2 separate regions of the Mus musculus genome follow, and region 2 is linked to region 1. The links are chromatin contacts, called in public Hi-C maps. All regions are on one chromosome and are shown on one strand. Each heading gives the region's core, a stretch centred on a gene start, on an enhancer-like site or on the middle of the called end of the contact. The rest is flanking DNA. Distances are from core to core; before and after follow the strand shown. Region 1 overlaps Erc1 (ELKS/RAB6-interacting/CAST family member 1). Region 2 overlaps Erc1 (ELKS/RAB6-interacting/CAST family member 1).

Region 1 (5,565 bases), core at 1,678-4,177:
TTGGAAGAGCAGTCAGGTGCTCTTACCCACTGAGCCATCTCACCAGCCCGCTTGGACACTCTTGAAGTAATAATGTGATTAAAGGGGCCTGAGCAGAGTCTCAAATGCAGCAGTGATTCCATGTGGAACACTCATGGTGATGTACACCATCACACTGATATACATTCTCATGGTGATGCGCACAGTCATGGAGATGCGCACAGTTATGGGGATGCGCACACTCACGGTGATGCACACAGTCTGCCATGTGAAGTACAGTGAAAGAGGTGCCTTGATCTCTAGCACAGAGCTGCTGTCACAGATGGGAGGCTCAGCAAATAAAAGGAGCAGAGATGGGGTTCTACAAGTTTCCATCAAATATAGGTACTGTTGGGAAGGGTTGGCTATAGAGTTGGCCAGCCTCCGTGCTGAGTAACTCAGAGGCCAGCCGACATGGATGGTGCAATGATAAGAAACATAAGTGGGATGGATGGAGCAAGAGAGAACAGCTGTGGTAAACTGGCTGCCTTGGGAGCACTTCCCAGAACATCTGCTCAGCGTACGCTATGACTTAAGAACAGGACCTGTATGTCTCGCCACAGACAAGACACAATACAACTGAGAGCCACCAGAGACCCAAATGTAAGAGATTCTTTTTTTTAAATTAGGTATTTTCTTCATTTACATTTCCAATGCTATCCCAAAAGTCCCCCATACCCCCCCCCCCACACTCCCCTACCCACTCACTCCCACTTCTTGGCCCTGGTGTTCCCCTATACTGAGGCATGTAAAGTTTTCAAGACCAATGGGCCTCTCTTTCCACTGATGGTCGACTAGGCCATCTTCTGATACATGTGCAGCTAGAGAGACACGAGCTCCGGGCCTACTGGTTAGTTCATATTGTTGTTCCACCTATAGGGTTGCAGATCCCTTTAGCTCCTTGGGTGCTTTCTCTAGCTCCTCCATTGGGGGCCCTGTGATCCATGCAATAGCTGACTGTGAGCATCTACTTCTGTGTTTGCTAGTCCCGGAATAGCCTCACAAAAGACAGCTAAAAGAAAAAAGTTGAGTATTCTGTAGATTTGGCTCCATTTCAAGATAAACTGCTGTGAGGTCAAAGAGAGGTCCTCTGATGGGTATGAAAGGCATGGCCACAGAGGTCTCTCGATAAACTATGTAAATGGCTGGCATGACTTAGTTAAGTCCCTTTTCCAGATGGTTTAGTGGTAGGCACAAAATTACACAGAAATGCTTAGTTTGCTTTAAGCAGACAAGAACTTGAGTATTTTAAAACAAAACAAAACAAAACAAAAAAACAAACCAGCTAACTCCTAGGACACAGGCTTTGAAGTCAGAGCTGTAAAACTAATGAGGGTGGTGGCCCGGAAGTGGTGGGTCAAGTAGAAATTGCCCTGTCTTGGCTACACTTTCTAGCTCCATAACCCAAACCAGCAGCAGTTTAGGAATTATGGAGACACAAAATGAGCTTCCCAGTTTCAATTTCTCAAACATATGGAATAAACTGCAATGTATTTTGCTACTTTGCTATTCTGAACAGACCATAAAGCTTACCAGATTGGGGGCACCTCAGAGCACAGTGATTTCTCAATTAGGAAGCCATTTCCTACAGGAATCTGGTCACTGTTTTCACACTGTAGGATTTACTAGCATTGATGGCAAGGAAAGCTACAGATTAATCTCGAAGACTTTTACAGCTTCCCCACCCACAGGTTAAAAATGACACCCTTTCCCTGCCCCGCAAAGTACTAGTTATGCATTGAGATGAAGGAATGTCTGCCTTCTCCTTCCTCATACAGAAACAGCAAGTACTTCATGCTGTGAAGCATGAAAATCATGTAATTCCAGGATCATCTCCAGGATTTTTATTCTTAGAACACAATATTTGTTAATCATGTACTGGATGAATGCTTTTCAAGGTTAGATTGCCATTATTTGTATAATTTGGTTTCAAAGGTTGAAAAGAAATTAAGGACCAGGGCACTTGCCTAGCACGCCCAAGGCCCTGGGTTCCATTTAAAGGTTCATCCTCCCCCAAGTCAAACCTAAGACCAAATAAAGAGCTCCTCTGTCACAGCACTGAAAACACAGCAGCCCTGAGTCATGAGTGAAATCAAACACTGAGGAGTCAAACTCTGGATCTCCCGGTCTCTGTCCCTTTCCTGTCCTTCCCACCCTACCGGAGCCAGGCAAACATCTAATCACAAAAGTAAGAGGCTTATACATGTTGGAGTCAAAGCATAGTGATTCTGAAATCTCAACTTACAGCCTAGAGGGAGCATGGTGATCCCTGGTTCCAGACTCTACCTTACAGGTGAGACAAAGGCCTGAAGCGGTATGGTGGAAGGGTGCTAGGCTGGTGAACATACTCACTCCAGGAAACTTAGCATGCATCACCCAGAGGCCAGCCTGGGTCAGAAGTCAGACCTACAGTTTCCAGATGCATGCACACTCTATCTGCAAGTGTTGCTAAGATACTAAATGTCTTACTCTCTGACCTACTTAGAGCCAGACACGTCTAAAATGCTTTCCTGTCTAGGACATTTGTCCCTAGGTGAGATAATCTGTGTCCCCTCTGTGATACTGTGCCACTAACAACTCCCAGGTCCGTCTCTCTCATGGGAGTCTGTCTTGCTAGAGTGCTCTCTTCTGAATGTGTGTAGAGACCGAGACGACAGGAGGAGCACAGCAACACTCATGACTAAGAAAGAGAAAACTGGGAAAAGAAGAAACTCCACAGAGTATTCGCACTGCTTGGCTGGTGTCCTATGCACTCATTTTGAAGGGCCAAGAGAATGGGAATCACTTCCTATAAAGGTAGGTCCCTAGAACACTCAAGGAACTGTGGCATACTGTCACCTTCGAACAACAAGCCAGTCGGCCCTGGTGGCGTACTGAACAGAAGCATCGTCCTGAGGCAAGGGGCAGACAGTCACAAGGACATGTTGCAAAACGTGACATCTGTTTTATATGGGCTTGCAGTGGCATGGCCTAAACAAACACTGCCAACTATCTAGAATTCTAAAAGTCTTGTTTGGCAGTACCTCAGATTGTCTTTCAATCATCTGCTAAGTGAAATGAACTGAGACTTGCACACCATTTTCAAAATGTAAGGAAACCTGCCTCCTGCTAAAGACATCTATCACAACAATAGTAATATTCTGGGGAGCACAGACCCAGGCAGGGTGGCTGGCCAGCCCCATGTGTTTAGTTTGGCTCACAGAAACAAAGACTGTCAAAAGGGAAAGGATGAAGCCTCCCCTCCTGCCCCTCCCCCCAAACCAAACAATGGATTAGGAAATCCAATGCTGAAGCTGCCAGGGTGGTAAGAATAAGGCCTTGTTGCAGCTGAGCTGTAAGTGCAGAACCCATGAGGCCCACTCCATGTCCAGCTGATGTCTCTGGCCAAGTGAAGGGAAGAGAGAGGGGAGTGTTGCAGCCACTGTGGCATGTGCACAACACACCTAGTCCCAGAACTGTGCTTCCCAACATGTGGGATCCCACGTTAGTGTCAGTGATAGGCAAAGACTGAAAAGGCTCCCGTGGTCACCCTGCTGAGTTTCCCTCTAATTTTAGTGCAAGCCTGATATATTATCCCAATGGCTACTCCTAGAGAAAGTGACATGATGATCCTTTAGTGGGGTACAAACTCCTGGTTCAGTAAAACAGAATCATGGGAGGTGTCTATAATGACCAACCTTTGTTGTCAGGAGGGTTTTCTAAGTGGTCCCTGAATGAACATGGCCATTCATGGATGATCATGTATAGTGGTGAGACATAAGTATCACACACTGATAGAGAATGCCTGTGTCTGACTCAGCTGGCACGGAGATAGATGTGGGTAGGGTTGCATGTTACTAATTTTTGCATGTGGAAGGGAAGAAAGTATGGGATATGATTTGAAAGCTCCTTAAGGGGCTGAAAGAAAAATATTCCTATAATCTCTTAAATCTCAGACTTTTGAAGTTTTGTCACAGGTCAAGAAAGATAGGATAGAAACTCCAGGGATAGTTCCAGTCTAATCTGGCTCAATGAATACTTAAGGCTCTCCATGCTATGAGCACACTTCCCTGAGAAACATGATGAAGCCACGGCATTCAGACCTCCAGCATACTCACAGAGCTTTGGCCTAACCCGAGAAGACAATGCAAGCATGTGTAGGAGAACAGACATAGCTTTTCTTCTACAGTCTCCTTCTAGGGAGCCAGACACAGAGAAGGTGTGCTTGGCCTTCATGAGAAGTGCAGGGAGGGATTCAGCTGCATAGGCAAGGGGAGACTGGGAAACCCTGGAATTATCCTTCTGCATGTAACCTTAGTAGGCCAGTCCAAACAAACCAGAGCCCAGATAAGGCTGCATGTGGCCCTGAGCAATTATCCCCAGTGTCTGTGGACCACCGCCTATGGCTGCATGACACTTCATAGGACTTACGGCAGAACACCAGGGTCCTTCTGTCCCATAGGGAACAAGTGAAGGGGTTAAATAAACTCTCCAATTCTCCTTATTATTCATCCACTCTCCCCTTGTCTCTAGAAGGACCCACAGGCTTGGGTGGTGCACTCAACTGCAGCACCCTGAGACACACTCAGCCTGAGCTGGCACTGACTACACCAGCAGCATCATGACAAGAAGTTCTGCATTTCAAAGTGCCAGTTTCTGCTGGAGTTGACACACTGGGAGGATTTACTTCCTAGGCTGCAAGGAGCAGTAGTGGCCAATACATGAGCCAGGAGCCTCATTTGCCACCTGGCTTTCCCATCCTGGATGAGGCATTTCACCTCTTTGGTTTCAGCTGTCTGGAGACAGGTGCTCTTCAAATTCTTTCTAGACTTTATGATATCTGACTAAGCAAAGCCCACTGCTGGTTTGCCTTATCAAATGAGTCAAAGGATGAGACCCAGCTGGAAGCCACAAGCTTTTCCTAGCTGAGGAAGTTTCAGCTCATGAGAACTCCACTGCCCCTACTCTGGGTCTCATCAGCAGGAGCCACAGACTCCGTACGTTATCTCCCCAAGATTTCCTCCTCCTGCTTGCTGCATTTTGGATTTAATTTGTGAAACACTAGCCTTAGGAATGAATGCTGATCAGACTTGGTTTTGCTTCAGCCTTGCAGATGTAGAGAGATAATCCCACAGACTCCACATGTATCAAATAGCATGAAGTCAGAGAATCTGGAGACGAAGGATGCTTTAACACTGTGCGTGCTATGATGACAAGACTAACCTTTTTTGCTAGGATCACTGGAGTGGGCAACATGCCTGGTCCATCATACTAGCTTAAAGTCACCATCACATCACATGCTTTTCTGCCAAGTTGGAAATAAGATCTGTCTGAAATCTGGCTCAGATTCACAGTCTCATAGTTTGATTTAAAAAGTCAAGACTTAGTCTGATAACATTAAAACCATTATTTCTCACTGATAAGGACCCCATGACAAATTTTATTCACTAGAACTTGATCTTTAGGGCTAAACAGTGAACATATGCTATGTTCAGCATTTTCTTTTGTGCCTAGTAGCCTTTTGCACTAAAGGGAGGAAGAGCAGGAGGACACTTGTTGTGCTGTGTG
Region 2 (5,688 bases), core at 1,213-3,712, 150 kb after region 1:
TGGCAGCCTTTGTCCACTGAGCTACCTTGCCCTTTGGACATAGGACTTTTGAGCAATATTAGAACTATTGAGATTTTGGTCATTAGTATAGGTAAAATAAAAGTATCCTGCATTGTGAGATATTCATGAGCCTTTGAAGAACAGGGATGGAACATTCTGATTTTAAATATATACTTAAACTGACAAGGGAGTAGACATATGATAGTAGTTAATCTTTATTGTCAATGTGATTAGATTTACAGTCATGTTTGTGAGGAAAGGTTTAGCTGAAAAGGAAAGATCTATCCATAGGTTAGAGTTACAGACTGAAAAAAAAGAAAAGATGAAAAGAAGGAAAGAAGGAAGGAAGGATGCTTTTTTTTTTGATATTTTCTTTATTTACATTTCACATGTTATACCCTTTCCTGGTTTCCCCTCTGAAAAACACCCTTCCCCCTATGTAAACCCCTCTTCCCTTGCTCACCAACCCACCCACTCCTGCTTCCTGGCCCTGGCATTCCCCCACACTGGGGCATAGATCCTTCATAGGACAAAGGGCCTCTCCTCCCATTGATGTCCTACTAGGCCATCCTCTGCTACACATGAAGCTAGAGCCATGAGTCCCAACCATGTGTGCTCTTTGGTTGGTGGTTTAGTCCCTGGGAGCTCTGGGGGTACTGGTTGGTTCATATTGTTGTTCCTCCTATGGGGCTGCAAACCCCTTCAGCAGAAGGATGTTTTTTTAAAATGGAAAAGAAAGCAAAGAATCAATATTTCTTTCTATCAGCTCTATAAATGCCAATGCAACGTGAACAACCTCTCATACTACCCTGGCTCCCTGCCATGGTGGACTGAATCTTTATCTTCACATCTGACCAAAAAGTAAATAAGTAAATGAATAAAATTTCATGTGTGATCAACAATTTAGGAGGGGAGGGGAGGGGAGAGGGGAGGGGGAGGGGAGGTGGGAAGGGGAGGGGAGGGGGGAGGGGAGGGGGAGAGGAGGGGGAGGGGAGGGGGAGGGGAGGGGAGAAAAAGAAGCCAGTGGTTCACACCTGTAGTTTTGAGGCAGGAAGATCAAGAGTTCAAAGCCTGCGGAGGGCTTCAAAGAGACTCAGACTCAAATAAAGAAGGTGGGTACTTGGGAAATGACTCGGTGGGTAAGAAGCTTGCTGCACAAGCAAGAGGGTCTGAGTTCATATCACTAGCGCCCTTGTAAGAGCTAAGAATACTGACACACATCTGTAACCGCATTGTTTGTGAACAGAAACAGGCATGTCATCAGCTAACCACCCTGGCCCAAATTTGGAGCCTCAGGTTTGATGGAAGACTTTCCTGGTCTCAAAAAACTAAAATTATTAGAGAGCAAAAGGGAAGATGACCTATGACTTCCACATGTGCTGGGGTCAACTGAAAGCCAGCTCTGTGTGGCTGAAAACTAGAGATTGTTTTTACTGTCAATTCTATTAAAGAGGTAGCAGGGTAAGTGAGTGGGGACACTGTGCTAGGATGTGGGAACACGCCTCTGAGGTCACAGATATATATTCTTCCTCTCTAGTCAGAGACAAAAATATCCAGGAAGCTAAATCCTAATAAGTTGTCTATAACCTAAAAATGATATTCTGGGCAAACCCAGGTATAGGGTGGACAGGACATCTTGGCAAATTTCAAGTCATATTCCACAACAAACATGGCTGGATCAGCTTTCACATCCCTTAAGTGGGCAGAGCTGGAGAGCAGACCCAGTGCTAGGACTTGGAGAGACCACAGAGTGGAAGGAGTAGGGAAAGAGTAGGACCAAGAGATTGACCAAGAGACACTAGATGTGAGCTGGCATGAAATGCCATAGACAAGCCTATTATTTATAGATCTATATGGAAACTAATATGCTAAGTATAGAAGACACATTTTTAGTAGCAGTATTCAGTTTCCAGAGGTATGCTGGGTGGTTTTTTCCAAATGTGACACAGACTAGAATTACCTGGGAAGAGGGAATCTTCACTGAAGAATTACCTCTACCAGATTAGCCTATAGACATGTTTGTAAGGCATTTTCTTGATTAATGATTGACATGAGAAAACTCAGCCAACTGTGGCCAGTAGCACCCCCAAGCAGGTGGCCCTAGACTGTATAAGAATGGAAACTGAGCCACCTGAGAGCAAGCCAGAAAGCAGTGTTCCTCTTTGATATATCTCTACTTCAGTTTCTGCCTCCAGGTTCCTGCTTGACTTCCTGCCCTGGCTTCCCTCAATGATGAACTATGGGGTGGAAGAGGGAGCCAAATAAACACTTTCCGCACCAAGCTGGTTTGGATGGGTGCTTTATCACAGCAATGGAGAGGAAAAGCATGAGGTAATCTAAATCTATTTATTCAGACTAGGACATCTTATTCTTCACTTTGTTTTCTCTATGGAGACTATCCATAGCCACTGAATGGTGGTTTCCATGAACATTAACTCGCCAAGGCCACAGCGAGCCAGCAAAGTGCTTGCTATGCAAACATGAGGGCCAGAGCACAGATCCTGGGGCTTTCTGGCCAGTGAGGCCAGCTGACCAGAGAGCTTCAGGTTCGATGAGATAAAATAAAAAGTCACATAAAATAAGGTGAAGAGTGATTGAGGAAAGCACCTGACATTGAACTCTGGCACACATGGGTGTAACCATGTATGACATGTGCACACACACAGACACACACATACACACACACTAGTCACTATACTAGGGGATATTACCTGAGTGAACACGATGAATTATTTAGGTGTTGGAAACAGGGCTGAGGTTACATGAGAGACAAAGGAGCCCTGCTTTGGCTTGTGCCTCTACAAATGCCATCCAGATTATAAACCTCCATTCCTGGAACTAGATTTCAGACTTGCTTAACCAGCCTCTAAAATCATCACAAACATGTAAGACAATCTCTTTTTTTAATATCTACCCCTCTTGTTCCTATGACACCTTCATTTCTCTTATTGAAAGTGAACTGGTAAGTGATTAGTTTCAACTGGAAAAACTGTAGTTGGTCAAAGAGTGTTACTACACTAAATCGAAAGAATCCCATTAATACATCTTCTAAGAAACACAACAATTTTCTTAAGAACCAACATGGGAAAGGAACTGTTCATTTATTACCTTCATCCACAAAGAATAATTCTGATAACTTTTTAAAGTTAAAGAAGTAATACGAAAATCAAAGAATTTTCTTTTGTTTAAATTTCATCAGTTTAAACAGTGTTGAATACCTTCTAGAAGTAAATTGTACATGCTAAAGTACAAGATGGAATTGCAGATCTATCAGGGGCTACTTAAAAGAGTATCCCACAATGGATATGCAACTCAAATGGCAGACTGATTTTTTTTTAATATGCACAAAGCCCCAGGATCAGTTTCTAACACTACATAAACCAGGAATGGCATACAACTATACTCCCAACACACAAGAAATAGAGGCAGAAGAATCAGAAAGTCATAGCTACACAGCAAGTTTATGACCAATTTGGACTACATGAGATCGTGTCTCCAAATACAAGTGTCCCAACATAGAAACATCAACCTCAAAGATTCTTGTGCAAGAGAGAGAAAAAAAACTAACTATGTGCAATATACTAGCACATAGAACCTAGCAAGAGAGAGCGCAGGCTGGTTGTATTTAAAGCAGAGAGCATATAAGAGGTATAGCTCAAATTGATGGCTGTAATTGTGATCAAGTAAAATCCAGCAACAGGAGCAACAATTGCTCAGAAGACTGAGCCTTACATACACACACTTAACCCAGAACGATGCAGACACAGAAACCTGGTGATGGCAGCATTATTTATGAAAGACTGGCTATCTGAGAATGGCAGTGATACAGAGAGAACATGCACATTGCAACATTAAGATACATAAACCCCAGCGGAACAGGAACAGGATAAAACAAACAAAAGAAAAACATATAGGAAACAAAGGAAGGGCCATACAAGAAGCAAACCTCAGTCAGATACAACAGCCACAGGCACACTCTCCAGCACTAAGTCTGGGAACAAAGACTGAAATAACCCCAGCTATCTCAGAGAGAGTACATGGACCAACTCCAAAAACAAGCCCTGCTCAGTTTATAAAAATGGAATCCAAAACTGAAAGGAAATAAAATCTACCTTAGTTTCTCAGCAAACCGTGATACAGTACAAAGCCACTTCTGCTCAAGATACTGGGTTAAATATAAGCACAGAGACAATTCCCATCGAGATGAGAAGCCTTCAATAAGTATTCTGACCAAAGAGGGCTGAGGCAAGACCAATTGGGCTGGGATTTTGTTACTTTGAAGTTTTTTGAGTATGTGGTGGTTGTGGTCATGGTCCTGGTGATGGTGGTAGCTGTTTGTAAGCAAGAAATTTTGTAGTCTTCAAACAATATTACAAAGTTGTATGACCAAAGAATGGACACCTCTATCTAATTATACAATGTATTCCAATGTATTAAAAAATGAAGTCGCGGAAGAAGCAGATCATTTAAAGCTACCACATGACCCACTCATCCCACTCGAAGGCATGGACCTGAAGGACCTTACGTCCTATGGTAGAGATGCTTGCACACTCACGTTCATTGCAGCTTTATTCCCAATAGCTAGGAAATGGAATTAACCTAGATGCCCATCACCTGATTAATGGGTAAGGAAGATGTGGCAGATACAACAGAACAGTACTCAGCTATAAGGAAAAGGGAATCATGAAATGCAGAGAATGGATGAGACTGGAGAAATACTAAGTGAGGACATCAGATTTAGAAAGACAAACACCTCACACATTCCCTCTCACACAGTGTTCCTAATTTTCAATCTTCTATGTTTAACTTAGCCCTACTTCTTATTTTCTTTCGCAACGTGTCCATCACACACACACACAGTATTAAGCTAAAAATGAATCATTTTTAAAGCTAGCTGCATACAACAGAAAACAATAACTTCAAATGAAGTCTTTCAATTTAAAAAAATCAAACAAGAAAGGAATATTATTCAGAAATGTCTTTGTTGAAACAGTAGGATAACATTCTTCAAAAGTATGGCATCTTAGTGCAAGTGCAGTACTGATGATTTCAAGCTCCTCAAAAAGTATGTAAGTGTGTACATACAAACATGCTATGGCAAAGGAGATGTGAAAAGACCAACATGAAGGAAAATGCACACAATCTATATTCTTACAAGATTGATTAAATGAATTTTATCAAAGGGGCTGGAGATAAGGTTCAATGGATAAAAGCAATGGTTGCTCTCCCAGAAGACCCAGGTTGGATTCCTGGAATCCATATGGTGGCTCACAATCGTTTTTTTTTTTTTTTAAGATTTATTTACTTAATATATAATACAGTATTCTGCTTGAGGCCAGAAGAGGGCACCAGACCTCAGTGTAGATGGTTGTGAGCCACCATGTGGTTGCTGGAAATTGAACTCAGGACCTCTGGAAGAAAAGCCAGTGCTCTTAACCTCTGAGCCATCTTTCCAGTCCACTTACAATCATTTCGAACTCTACTCCCAGGGGATCCAACAACCTCTTCTGACCTCCAAGGGCACCAGGCACACACACACAGTGCATACACGTACATGAAGACAAAACACTGGTACACATAAAAATAAATAAATCTTATCAAGAACTACAGAATATATAGTTAACCAAACCAAAATGTATAGGCAGGAATGAGAAACCCTATTATTTGCATTTTTGGTTCACTGAAGGA

Evidence for each region. Hi-C and Micro-C count contacts between places; a contact is called where the count stands out from the background.
Region 2: a contact with region 1 is called in a Hi-C map of liver, with 2.7 times the contacts expected there. The contact joins two enhancer-like sites. A contact is called at or near these places in 1 of 484 Hi-C or Micro-C datasets (liver) and 3 of 9 other capture datasets (adipose tissue, liver and pancreatic islet).

Annotation. Positions count from the first base shown.
Region 1 is chr6:119,582,899-119,588,463 of GRCm38.p6, forward strand. The region is part of intron 20 of Erc1 (ELKS/RAB6-interacting/CAST family member 1); the gene reads right to left. Among named protein-coding and RNA genes, the nearest start is that of Wnt5b, 41 kb to the left of the region's middle. Within about 2 kb of position 2,928, at least 57 of the 459 cell types and tissues checked have an H3K27ac peak or open chromatin away from gene starts, as enhancers often do. A contact at or near this core is called in liver and pancreatic islet, where this site is marked.
Region 2 is chr6:119,736,734-119,742,421 of GRCm38.p6, forward strand. All of the region lies in intron 13 of Erc1 (ELKS/RAB6-interacting/CAST family member 1), which reads right to left. Among named protein-coding and RNA genes, the nearest start is that of Erc1, 110 kb to the right of the region's middle. Within about 2 kb of position 2,463, at least 16 of the 459 cell types and tissues checked have an H3K27ac peak or open chromatin away from gene starts, as enhancers often do. A contact at or near this core is called in liver and pancreatic islet, where this site is marked.